Regions from separate parts of the Mus musculus genome. Here region 2 is linked to region 1. A link is a contact called in public Hi-C data. All regions are on one chromosome and are shown on one strand. The core of a region is the stretch at or near the end of the contact, and the rest is flanking DNA. Distances in the headings are between cores, read along the strand shown.

Region 1 (6,826 bases), core at 2,455-4,954:
GCTCCTTGGTTTTTCGGGGGTGGGGTGGGAGCAGTGAAGTCATCACTCTGATCATAGCTTTCCTTGGGAGGGAACCAAATGCCTTGGAGCTTAGCATTCACCCAGGCACTTGGGGGTGGGGCGGGTGGGGGAATAGGGAAAGCCATGTGTTGGTGGATCTAGCTCTGCCGGGCTAGTCACTGTCACCTTGACATTGTACTGGCCTGAAAAACACTACTAGACCCTTAAGACATACGAGGTTGACCGTAAAATACTTGAGAAGTAAAGTCAAATACGAATAAAATACAAGTACAGCATACACTGAGAAATGTCAGCCTTCCACTCTCTAGCGAAGTTCCACATCTTTGCTCTGGGAGCAAATTTGCTGGCACAACTGAATGGTGTGCTCACACCTGACTGCAAAAACCTGATACTTACACTTCAACAAGGACTGTCATAATTCAGATAGCCCTAGGTTTGCTTTCTTCATTAAGATCACATCTGAACCCACCTATTTGGCCGCTGTGGAGCACATAGTACTTCTGCCAATTGGAGTGAAGCTACTTCAGTGATTTTGCAGTCGATGTTGGCAAAAGGATCGTTGAAGTTCACAAAATGACAAATGACAGCTACCAATGGAACGCCTTTGAAAAATTGCCAACATGTTTGAATGGAAAAGATTTCATATCTATATAAAGCAGACTCCGTTCTGTTAATAAGTTTTTCCTAGTTTTAAACTGTCTGGATAGTTCGCCAATCCCTACCTTACTCAAACCCTCTCATCTTTGCTCCTCAAACACAAAATTTGGAATGATTATAGACCTGAAATCAATAGTAGGCATACACATGTTGAATTAATATAGACTGAATTACATGGAGAATAAATTATTTTTTCTCCTTCATGCTCTGGAAGACAGGCACATTCTCTCAAGAGCAAAGTGTCTGAAACACAGGGATATTGTTATGTGTTCAGCTTAAAAGGAGAATATCTGCACACTTTAAGTACCTCAACAGGCTTCTGAAATAGAGAACTTTACCTTGTAAAATTCAGTGAGGAACTAGAAAAGAAACGTGTTAAAACTACCTTTTACTCATGAGTAGCATATAGCCCCACAATAGTGGAATTTTCTGGATTCTCAGAGGAAATTTGTAAATAGAAACAGAACAAGATTAAAAAACTGGTTTTGTACTTTTGGGGTTTCAGTGTCATTTTCATAAATAAGTAGGGAATAACTTTGAGATTGTATTACTAGCCTTTCCCAAAAGGAAGCAAAGCCTTCCAAACTTTTCACTAAAACAGGTTTTCAAGTGAATATTTCACTACCAGTCAAATGCATAGTTTTATTTGGCAAGTTCATGAGACACCTTTAAATTCCACTGGTGCTTTAAGAACAATGATCTTAGTTTGATAATACCTTAAATATTCTTTTGAGTAGTTCTTCATTTAAGCATTAGCTTAAAGGTTTATATGTGGTCTTGGAACATTCATGTAACTATGTAAAATAGAGATACATTTTGTCTTAAAGTTAGTACATTGAAAATGGGTCAGAACCAAAGGAATTGAAGGGGATTGCAACCCCAAAAGAAGAACAACAATACCAACCAACCAGTCCCCCAAGAGCTTCCAGGGACTAAGCCATCACCAAAGAGTACACATGGCTCCAGCTGCACACATTGCAGAGGATGGCCTTGTCAGGCATCAGTGGGAGGAGAGGTCCTTAGTCCTATGAAGGCTTGCTGGATGCCCCAGTGTAGGGGAACTGAGGGTGGGGAGGTGGGAGTGGTGGGTGAGTGGAGGAACACCCTCATAGAAGCAGGGGGAGGGAGGATAGGGCAGGGGCTGGGGGGGGGGACCTGGAAAGGGGATAACATTTGAAAAGTAATAACAAAAATATCCAATTAAAAAAAAGAATATGGGTCAGGAAATATAGAATGGCTTTCTTTTCAGTTACAGTAATCTCTTCACTATATGTTATATTTAAATTACCAACAATTCCACTTATGGGTACATTATGATCATTATCTTATATTTCTTCATTGAACTTTAAAGGGCCTTGGGGGGGGACTGATAAAAACAAAGATAACTTCTTTACTCCATCTAGCTTGTTCAGATATGAAATAGGCATCCTATAATGTGTTTCAACAGGATAATAAATTCTACTAATGGGCATTGTTCATGAATACAGACTTTATAGTTTTAAATATTTTTTCTACTTGACTTTTAAAACCTAGCATCCCATATGGAGGTTATTGAATTCCTAACAAGTTTAAAGTAGAAAATAAATAGAACATAGAAAATAAAGAGCAAAGCACTTACTAAAAATGGAGGGTGTAGCAATTTAGGAGTTTGAATTGTCTAAAGACTGAAACTAAGCACCAGGACCTTTAAGTTGTGAGGGGTTTTTTGTTTTGTTTTTGTTTTTGTTTTTGTTTTTTTAAGTCTTCAAAATGCTACAGGGAACTGAAAATAAATTAAGTACACTCCATTAGCAATTTTAATAATTCACTCCGGGTTTCCCTCTATATCTGTACCTGGGAGTCCTGTTGGGGAGAATGTAGAAGACCACTGTGAAACTTACAGAGTTAAGTAAAAGGATGTGTCTCTGACTGCTGACCTGCAGAAGCCAAAGGCTGTCCCAGGGTGTGAAGAGGACTAGACACACTAGTCCCAGCCTTCTAGGACTCCAGGGAATACCAAGGCTTCTTCAGAGAGCTCCTATCAGGAGTTAAAAGTGACTGTAGTAGAAGATTCCAAGTATGAAAACCAGAGATGTGTGTGCGTCCTCTTGGTGATAGCAAAGATTTCCGGTCTGCCACGATTAGGCAGCAGCTGTGGCTAGTTGTCCATTTGACACCTGGTGAAATGGTAGTTTCAGAGAGAGAAATATTTAAAATTGACACCTGTCACTGAAACATTTGGTGCAGAATTTTAAGAGAGGAGCTAGAACTAACGGTAAACTGTAGTGCTTAAATTTGATGAAAAAGAAAGGCTGCGGAGCTCCATTTATGTGAGCTGGTCTTTTCAGATAAAAAGAAATGTCTCTTTTGGAAATGTCACCGAGCAACAAAATAAGGCCCGAATTTAAAAGAAATTATTTTTTAGAAGTCATATTGAAATATAGAGACAGCAAACTTGGTAGTCATTAGAAAAACCTGCAAGATGGATATTTATCATATTATTTTCTTTTCTGCTTTTCCACAGACTCTCTAAGTGTCCTTAATTGTTGTTAATATATCGTAATTCAGTGTATGGACACGATTGCTGTGACTCTCCAGGAATTCGGAAATCAGAAGTGCCAGGTAAGGAAGAGAGGCATTAAGAGCAACACGGAGTAATGTGTTGCCAGTGTTGCTTTGATCCGGGGACACGCCGGGCCAACGCGTCTATCTGCCTGACGCCTGGTCCCCGAGCGCACCCCTTCTCTCCAGCCCCTAGCCCGCTCGCGCTGCAGTCGCGCTGCAGTCGGGAAAACCCTGCCTCGTGGATGGGTCGGCATAGACCAAGTCCTCCCGGGAGACTCTGGCGCCCTGTGCACCGCCTACAGGGAAGTGACAACCGACGGACTGTCTCGAGCAACACTGGAGTCCCAGCTTATCAGGTCGTCCCTCCACCACTCCATCGACCATTGTGATGTCATGCCTGGGACTTAACTGTTGCGACAGGACGGCTGCGTTCCGATTCCGACTGGTTGCCCAGGAGTGTGGGTACACAGAGCAGTCCCGAGGGACGTTGAGGGGTCGCGGCGAGCGGACCCGACACGCGCCGCGGCACCATGAGCCAGCGGCAGGTGCTGCAAGGTAGGAGCCTTGGGAAGGCGCCCCGACGGGTTGGCTCCTAGGGTGGGCTACTCCACTTCGCCTCTCTCTGCAGTGTTCGAGCTGTACCAGAACGCCCGGACCCGGTTTGTGCAGATGGTGGCGGAGCAGGCGACCAAACCCCAGAACATCGAGACACTGCAGAATGCGGGTGAGCCTTCACAGCTCATGGGACCCTGGTCCCACACCTCATCCCGAATCCATCTTCCTCCTTCATCGCCTTGGCCTCATCCTTCATCCCGCACTTCATCCTCACACCACCCAGCGCCCCAGCCTCCCTTGGTCCCCGGTCCTCTTTCTTTCCCAGCTGCCCACATTGTCTTTATGCTCCCTTATTAGCTCAGCTTTTGGGGAGCCGAGGAAGTAGGCTAAAGTGGTGCCAAGTTCCGCCGGACTCCCTCCCCTCCGCGGTATCTTGTGGGTGAGGCAGTGGAGGAGGCCTGGTATTATTTCCATCTTCGTTGCAATCGGCCTGCCATATGAACTGCCAGAAGTCGTTTTCCTGGATGGGAACGTACCCTAACCAGACCTAGTCTATCCCTCTCTTGTCACTCCTAGATCACATTCACTTCCTAGAAGCAAAGAAATCCCAGGCTGATTTCACTGGTCTCCTCTAGGCATTAATGGAGTAAGAGTAGTATGCTTGAAATTTTTTCCAGGACATTCGAAGCAGGCAAAACGGACCTGGTTTTGTGAATCTTACAGGGCATCCTTTTCCCACCCCTTAGTCTGAAAGGAAGGAGGGGAAAGAGGAGAGGTCACAGTTAGTGAAATCCATCTTTGTTCCACCACCACTAGTGAGTGTGTGTGTGTTTCTGAAGAGACAACACTGATGGGGCACCAAACACAGACCACAGAAAGGATTCCATCCAAATCTAGTTTGGAGAACCAATGAGTTTAGCATTACTAACAGGAACCAGTGTAATCTACCATTGACTACACCACTGAAAATACCTTCCCCATCACCTTAGTCACTTAGACATCCTGGAAAAGGTCCGTACTTCATAAGCCTCTGCTCTAAATGTCTTTGTCTGTAGTCACCTTATGATTTGAGGCTGAAAGACAGAGAGGCAGAGGGACACACACACACACACACACACACACACACACACACACACGAAGGGGCCTCCAGCATCGCCCAGAAGACAGCTTTCCACAAAAGCCTCTGACTGAACTGTAAGCTTGATGCCACTTACTAGGTCTTAAGAAAACCTCAGTTTACAGGATGAGATCTAATTTAAAACTAGTTTAAATGAACACATCATTAAAATAAACTAAGAACACATTGCCATGGTCACAGCACCTAGACAGCGCTTACTTCTGGCTTTCTTTGAGGAAACACCTTCTCTTGATCAGATTCTCTGTTTCCTCACTGAATTTTACTGTTTATCCCTTAGGTGTTATCTCTGGTTGTGAAGGGGAGCCATTTATAATAAAGTATGTTTTCAATATTTAAGTAAGTGTAAACATTACATGTAAATTTACAATAATTGTAAATTTGGGCTCTGCCAGTGCCATCTTTTAAAACTTTAGAACAGATTCCAGGGAGGATACTGTGGCAGAAATTCTTTGATCCTAGTTTCCATCTTTTCAGTTTTGTTTCAGGCTATATAAACTTTTGTCTCTAGAACCTATGCCATAGTCAAGATTCTTTATGACAACGATCTCTTGCATTTTTCCTTTAAATTTTAAATGAGCGTGCATGTGCTTGCTGGGTGCCAAGACAGAAAAGGACAGATTTGGAAGTCAGCTCTCTCCTTGTACCTCCTGGGTCCTGGATGTTGAACCCAGGTTATCAAGCTTGCCATCAGACAAGTAGAGCCACCACGACTGCCTTGTATAGTGCTACTAAATCAAGGTCACTTCCAGCTGCTGTCTCTAACCTGTGCAACCCCTGAACAACCCCGTTATCTGTTTTAAAATGTTGTCATTTCGGAACTCATTTTGTCCTGTAATTGTTTCATGCATATTAATTTTCCTTACGTATAAAAATTTTGTTATGGAATTTTACATTTTAAAGACACAGTTACTTTTAAACTGATTTTTTTTCTCAGTCCTTCTCAATGTACTCTGTGAATAGGTGCTTGCTACTTACAAGGATTACTGCTTGGATTATGTATATGTAGTAAAATAGTACTTTTTAAATAAGAAATACTTTAGAATAATACTGAAATATTAAATTAAATATACAGAATACTGAAGATAAAGAGTATCTTTAGGAATTTTAATGACTTGTTGCCTCTTCCCATCAGAGTACAAGGTAGAATACATTGTCAGTTTTGTTTTGTTTTATTTTTATCTTTAAGTCAAGGTTTTAGCCTTGGTGCCCAGGTTGGTCTTCAACTCTCTGTCCCTCCTGCCTCAATTCTACCAAGTAGCTAGGGATATGAACAGGATATAATGCTCCAAGTGTATGGGGAATTTAACATAAACTAGCTGGCTAAATGGTCAAAGTATGGGAGGCTTGTGGCTCAGGCCTGTAAGTCTGGTTTGTGAAGAAATGAATACAAGGGAGATATAGTAGTCTTTCAAAATTATCCACTTAATGGCACATTAAGATTTTTTTCTTTTCTGGGGAAACATATTTTTAACATACTTATCTAGATCTCATAATTCTAGCAGTAGTTTAAAATCATGAGTATCCCTGTAGTTCAAAACAACTTACAAGTTTTATTCTGAAACATTTTCTTCCTTCCTAGTCAATAAGATTAACCATTCTAATGGCAAATTCTTTAAAAAAAAATCACCATGGACTTAAACATTGCAGTCAAGCTTTGACAGTAAGGTGTTGGTTCGTTTTACTGTTGACTTTGATATATGGTCTATGTATCTGGCAAGATTTTTTGTTCCCCATCTCCCAACATATTCTTTAATTAAACATGCAGCATGGGTCCAGGATAATAAGAAAACATTTTCCATATAGGCATAATGAGCAAAGCACAATTCTCTTGCTAAGAATTTTGTAATCATTGTATGTGAAAGGAATTTTTAAAATGAAGGTTATTGCAAACTTTGACTTAACTGTTTAAAG
Region 2 (6,579 bases), core at 712-3,211, 220 kb after region 1:
AAAAAATCTAAGAAAGACGTTGCCAATGAAAACAAATGTTACAACGTGGTCTACTGAGAAGGACCCCAGCCTTGGAGTCTAGAGACCCATGACTGAGGCTGGTTTTACTTCTTCATTCAGGGCCCAGAGGCCCCTGATCTCACCCTTTGCCTTTAAAATGAGCTTGAGAAGAGATGTCAAATGATGTACTTTTTCAGCTGGGTAATTTAGGAAGTGCTTGAATTAATTACTTGTCTATCAGACTTCAGAAAATTTACACAAAAAGCTGGATTTCTGGCCTCTTTTAGAATAGGCAGGTTAAGCCAGGCGTGGTGGTGCACGCCTTTAATCCCAGCACTCGGGAGGCAGAGGCAGACGGATTTCTGAGTTCGAGGCCAGCCTGGTCTACAGAGTGAGTTCCAGGACAGCCAAGGCTACACAGAGAAACCCTGTCTCGAAAAACCAAAAAAAAAGAAGAAGAAGAAGAAAAAAGAAACGAATCTGGAAAGCTTCAAAGGAGCACATCTTTCTTCTCGGTCTCACTCTAATATACTCAAATAATTTACGACTTCCTGTGAATCCATCTTGTAAGGAGGATGCTCTCATTCCATGTACCCTGTGAGGTCAGGATTCTATCAGGACAATGGGGTGCTGACAGTCATTCTGGCAGGGATCCTAACTCTCACAGTCCTTTGGGAATGAGGTGCAAGTGGCCATGCAGAAGGTAAGTTGGCTCGTCACACCATGTTCCCACTGGCATCCTCCAGAGTCAAACACATATGCTTAGAAAGTAAGCAATGCAAGAGAGCCATGCATCTTAGCCTGCCAATCACACAGACGTCATTAGTAAAACCCGCAGATGAAGGGAAAGGATTCGGTTTGGAGTCTGGTTTTGTTTTATTTATTTATTTATCGCCCAGAGAGATTTTTTTAAAAAAGAGATTTCACTGCCGGCCTAGCATTAAGATTCCAGAGAGGAAAAGCTGGATTCCTGGTCTCTTAGGCTAGACTCCTGTTTTCCTTTCCAAGCACACAGCAGAAGCGCAGCCAGCTTCACTACCCAAGATCTGCCCCACAGAACAAAATGAGGAAAGCGACCACTATGCCAGGAATGGTGTTTTCCCAGACTCCTGCTTGGAGTTGATGAATTGACTACATTTTTATTTCTTTTCCCTTCCAGAAACCCTACTGGAATGACAAAAGAGGAAGTGGGGGATGAAAACCAAAACAAACCAACAGAAAACAACAACAACAACGCAAAACAAAAACAACAAAAACTCCAACCCCATGGCAAAGACAAACATACCACAGACAGAAGAGGAGAAACCACAGAGAATCTTTAACAGGCAGAAAGGAAGCAGACTGTTACTGACAGAAGAGACAAGGGCCAGGGACTTGGGCACCTGCCTTGTCTCCACGGCTGGACTTCCACATGCAGAGACAAGGGCTGATTCCTTGAGACCAGGTCCCAAGAGGCTCTGGGTTTGAGAGCAGGATACCAGCTGGGCCAAGGAGTTAACAGAACCTGTACTCCAACTCCTGGGCCTGAACCTCCACCCTCTTCCCTGCAGTCCAGGCCACTCTGTTAGGGACACCAGGACACTCCCCCACCCCTTGGGGGAAAAAGCCCTAGAGAAAAAATTCCACCATAGGCAATATTAAGAGCTACCTTGCTTGTAACCCACCCACCTACCCACCAGCCAATAGGCATTACCCTCCATGCACCCAGAACTCACCAACTGGCCACCAGAACCTCACTCAGTCTGGAATATGAACTAATATCAATAAGCTGCCAGATGGCTGGCCTTTGTTTTTCCCCATGTGTATGTGTCAAGTGTACATGCTAAGCCTTTGCCATGATCTGTACACTCATTTCATCAGATGCATCAGCGGGCTGATCCTCAGATTCACACTGTGCTTGTCTTTAGCTGAGTGAAACAAACCCCACAAAGCAAGCAGGTGCTTAAAGGGAAGTCTGCAAAGAAACCTCCGATCAAGCTACTGCTAACCCAGAGTGAGCAAGCGAGCGGGCGCGGGCGGGGGAGGGGGGGTCCGCGGAGCTGACCTTGCTCGGTTCTCTCTAGATCAGTCAATACAAATGCTTTGTGGAATAAAGAACTGTTGTTCAGAACAACAGAAATGACTAGAAAGACTTTAGGTAAAACACGGGTTGCTTTTCAACTATATTTGGTAATGACAACCCACCCCTAATCCACACTGAGGTCTTGAGGATCTGTGGAAGGAATGGCCAGTGAGGGCCTGAAGTCAGTAATGTGTCACATGTGACACTGAGCTACCAAATGACTTCACTAAACTTCATGGTTAATGTGCATATGCTTCATACAAGGTGCCATTAACAGCAAAGCCCCAACACACAAACACTACGATTCCTGTACAACACTATAGAGAAAAGCTCTGTACTCTTACCGTCGTAGAAGTGGCTAAAGATGCACAAAATCCAATGTGAGATCAAATTGGCACAAATCCCTCTGCCAGGTAGTACCTACTGTTGGCAGATGCTCTTGGGGCAGGGTTAATGTTTCAAGACTTAAAAATAGAATAAATTACACACCCTGGGGAAGCTTGCTTCCTAGTTGCACTGAAGTTGATTCTAGCAATCCCTGGCTTGGCATTGCTAAGTGACTGCTACATTGAAGAAAGGCTGTGTGTGGAAAGCCAAGCAGGATGAGTCACACATGACACTTTAGACACTGGTGAACACTGCCAGTCCCCAGAGGGGCAACTCAGCAGAATTCTACCTAGAGGCAAAACCCCCATACATAGTCCTTCCACTTCCTTTTTGGAGGGAAAGGTGAGACTCTATAGTAAGTCAGAAAGTAACACCTCCAGAGAAACTGAAGTTTTGAAACCAGAGTTGTATAAAAACCAGGTATTTGTAAGTTTCCGTGTTTGCCAGCTTGCCAAAACAACTGCACTTGGGCCAGCCATGAAAACTCTTCCATCCACAACTCCTTACAGAATGCTCTACGGAGCCCGTGAGAAGTGTGTCCCAGAGCTCTGGTCCATTTACTACCTGCTTTAGAACGTATCTGTTGGACTTCCAAAGAAGGACAAACCCCCTGGCCAATTTTGAAGTTTTCAGTAAAATATAATTTTATCATTTGAAAGTCAACAACAACAACAACAACAACAAAAGAAAGTCAACAAAATAAAAGTTCAGTACAGCTGGCAGGGGTTGATAAGAGAGGATGTGATAATTTGCCAAATACAGGCAGCGGTGATGTTCTGTCATTATCTGGATTTATGTATTTTTGTGAGGTGCAATTTTCAACAACAAAGCTATTAAAGCCAAGAAGCAAATGGCACAGAACTCAGAAGTAAGCTTCCAAAAAGTCACAATTAGGATACAACTTTGAAAAATAATTAAATAATTATAATACTTGCATCTAAAAAGAAAAGAAAGAAAAAAGTCTTTAATGAAAGCTACAGGTTCTTTGGTGTTCTAATTATTTATATACTTGATTGAACTTTTAGAGTTTGCAAATATGCTATAAAGTATATATTAGCATGTATACATAAATGCGTACATGTTAGTATGGGCACCCAACCTTTCAGTGCTTTGTTTTGAGAATTTTCAGTGTCTTTACCCATCAAACTCTAGGTGGAAAACAGAAAAGCTGGTGCTGGGCTTCGGGGAATAAAGAGTTCCAGGATCTTTCTAACACAGGTTTTTTTCCTGGGCGTAGAGTTGGTACCCCCTTCCCGTCTCACTCACCCCTTCCCTTCCCCCTTCCCAGACAGAGAGCCCATCCTTTCACACAGCCATGTGGTCAGGGCAACATCACCCGTTTAACCCCTGTCAAAACCTCCCCATAGGCTGCTTTTCCCCTGTTAACATGAAGTTTGCTGGTTCTAACCAAGCAGTAATGGGTGGAAACAGCACCAAGGGAAAACTGCATTTCCCAGGCCATGAGAAATAAAGGGAGGACTCCTTCCAACAAGCCCTATACCCAGCTCTGAAGTCTGGTAAGGCCACCGGCATCCTTTCCACCAAGACCCTGGAGTCCTGAAGTTGACTCCAGAGGTGTTAACCACGGTGGCCCAGCCTTTCTCGTGGCATTTTAAAATGAAGCAAGAGTCCAGTGTACTCTCCTCCCATTGGCTTGTGTGAGCAGTCATTTAAAGTTTCAAAACCCCAAGTGTGTAGGCTACAACTGTGTTATTCCAAGGGGGTGAAGCTCAGTGGCCATGTGCATTCAGCATGCGTGGTGTGCTAGGGTCTATCCCTAGCAACATGCATGCACGAGCTAAAGATTGTATGGGTAAACTCTTAGTACATAAGTCATGTTGTATGCCTATAATAGTTCCTTATCCCTCATTTTCTACTGAAAAACTTTAATTAAGCTTTGAACTTTCCTATATGGTGTGCTGAACAGATATTCATGGAATTTTGTGGGGTTTTTTTGGGTGGGGGTGGGGGGTTGACACATTCTTTGGCCTAAAATTGTTTTAGCCATGTGTAAGTAAATAAATGCACTGTAAGGGAAAAGCAAACAAGCAAACTGAGAAGCAACTCAAATTTTATCTAAAAAAAAGAAATAACTGTTTAGCAAACCATCTCCACAAGCTTGTGAATTCAAGCAAGTCTCAGGCAGGCATTCAGAGGACATGTTTCACATAACTCGCCTTTGTGAAGGAAAGAATTTCTGCACTTTGAGGGTATTCTTTTCTTATGAGGTATTCTAAAAATCTTTCAGCTTAGATTTTACCGCGCCTACACACAGTCAGATACAGTCGACTACAGAAAATCCTTTATAGATTAAAAAAAAAATTAACTTATGTGAGATAGACTACTCTTGAACTCTAGGCAGCCAACAATGACCTTGAACGTGAGCCCCTTCTGCTCCCATCTCCTAAGAGCTGGGGTTAGAGGCTTGCACCATTGCACGGTGCTAGTTAGATTTATTTGTTTGTTTTTGTCAACTTGACATAAGCTAGACCCATCCGGGGAAAGTCCTCCTTGCTTGAGGAAGAGCTTCCATCAGCTTGACATACACACGAGTCTGTGGAGCATTTTTTTTGATTAATGATTGATGTAAAAGGGGCCAGCTCACTGTGGGTGGTGTTGCCTCTGAGCAAGTAGTTGTATAAAAAAGGCAGCTGAGCAAGCCAGTAAGTAGCACTCCACCATGGCCTCTGCTGTAGCTCCCGCCTCCAGGTTCATGCTTGAGTTCCGCACTGACTTGCCTTAGGACAGGCTGTGATGTGGAAGTGTAAGATAATTAATCCTTTCCTCCCCCCAAGTTGCTATTGGTCATGGTATTTATCATGGCAATAAAGAGTAAACCAGGACACATTACTATGCATGGTTTTATGTGGTGCTGGGGGCTGGGCCTGAGCACCATGCATGCTAGGCAGGCACTCCAACGGCTGAGCTACATCCCAAGCCCCTATTTTCTATTTTGGTGTGAAGTATAGAACAAGATTGTGTGCAGAGATCACACCCAAGACTCTATCCATGCTCAGCCAGTGCTCCACCTCAGAGCTATATATGCCCTAGCCTCAAATCGGATACTTGAAAACTTTTTCTGAGATGCTTGCATAGACACTAATAACGCACTAAAGTGCTTTGCAAATAACATACATCAAACAAGTAGCATGGGGGAAAAAAAATCAACTTGCAGCCAGCTTTAGCTACTTTGTGGGTTCTTTTTTCCATCCTTTCAACCCTAACACTAGATAGGAGAGAAAAAAAGAATAGAGGGGGAGAGGAGGCTGCCTTACCATTAGACTACTTCCTGCTGCTTAGGGGTGTCAAGTTTCCTTGGGGCAAGTTTGATCTTCAGTCAGGATATCTAATTTCTTCTTCTTGCTTCTTTGCACATGACTACTTAACAAACTACAACCAACCAACAGCCTCGGGCCCTAGCATTTATATACCCTAAGAGAGTCCCCAGAATTCCAAATGTCACACAATGCAAAAACACACCTGCTAGACCATCAGGCAGAGTCACAGCTGACACACTCAGCTGCCAGGGACAGTCTGAAGCAGCCCCCACGTACTGCAGCTGGGACTAAAACAAAAAAATATCTCTGGGGGCTGGACAGATGGCTCAGTGGTTAGGAGCACTGACTGCTCTTCCAGAGGTCCTGAGTTCAATTCCCAGCAACCACATGGTGGCTCATAACCATCTGTAATGGGGTCTTCTGGTGTGTCTGAAGAGAGCAGTGGTGGTGTACTCATATTCAATAAATAAATAAATCTTTAAAAAATATATTTCTGTGGGTTTTTTTGAAAAAAATAAACCAAAAGTCACTACAACTGTTGTAGTTTAAAGGTTCATTCATTTTTAGAAGCATGCCAGAGCACTCTGCATATCTCCGAGACACAAATATGCCTTTTTGCAAACTGTCAAAAGAACAAAAATGCTACTGTTTGTATTAATTATTTTAGGAAAAAAGAGTACTTGCCCGCACATGAGTGTGCCATAAATATTTTTCCTCCCCTCTTTCCAACACATCATTCTAAAGAGTCTATCACAATAAAAATAGATGGGCTGAGAATTAGATGACAAAGAATCCCAATTCCTAACTCGAATTACGGGTGTGATCTACCCAGACTTAATTCGGGCAATTCCT

Evidence for each region. Hi-C and Micro-C count contacts between places; a contact is called where the count stands out from the background.
Region 2: a Hi-C map of Th1 cells shows a contact between it and region 1, with 2.0 times the contacts expected there. The contact joins the enhancer-like site here to the promoter of Spag6 in region 1. A contact is called at or near these places in 1 of 484 Hi-C or Micro-C datasets (Th1 cells), 4 of 115 datasets of contacts at active chromatin or transcription factors (bone marrow-derived macrophages, memory CD8 T cells, microglia and 1 more) and 1 of 9 other capture datasets (liver).

What each region holds. Positions count from the first base shown.
Region 1 is chr2:18,695,318-18,702,143 of GRCm38.p6, forward strand. Spag6 (sperm associated antigen 6) reads left to right here and starts at 3,705. Exons shown (of 11, transcript NM_001001334.2): 1 at 3,705-3,777; 2 at 3,851-3,946. The coding sequence starts at 3,753.
Region 2 is chr2:18,914,855-18,921,433 of GRCm38.p6, forward strand. The region is part of intron 1 of Pip4k2a (phosphatidylinositol-5-phosphate 4-kinase, type II, alpha); the gene reads right to left. Among named protein-coding and RNA genes, the nearest start is that of Gm33534, 39 kb to the left of the region's middle. Within about 2 kb of position 1,962, at least 102 of the 459 cell types and tissues checked have an H3K27ac peak or open chromatin away from gene starts, as enhancers often do. A contact at or near this core is called in Th1 cells, bone marrow-derived macrophages, memory CD8 T cells and 1 more, where this site is marked.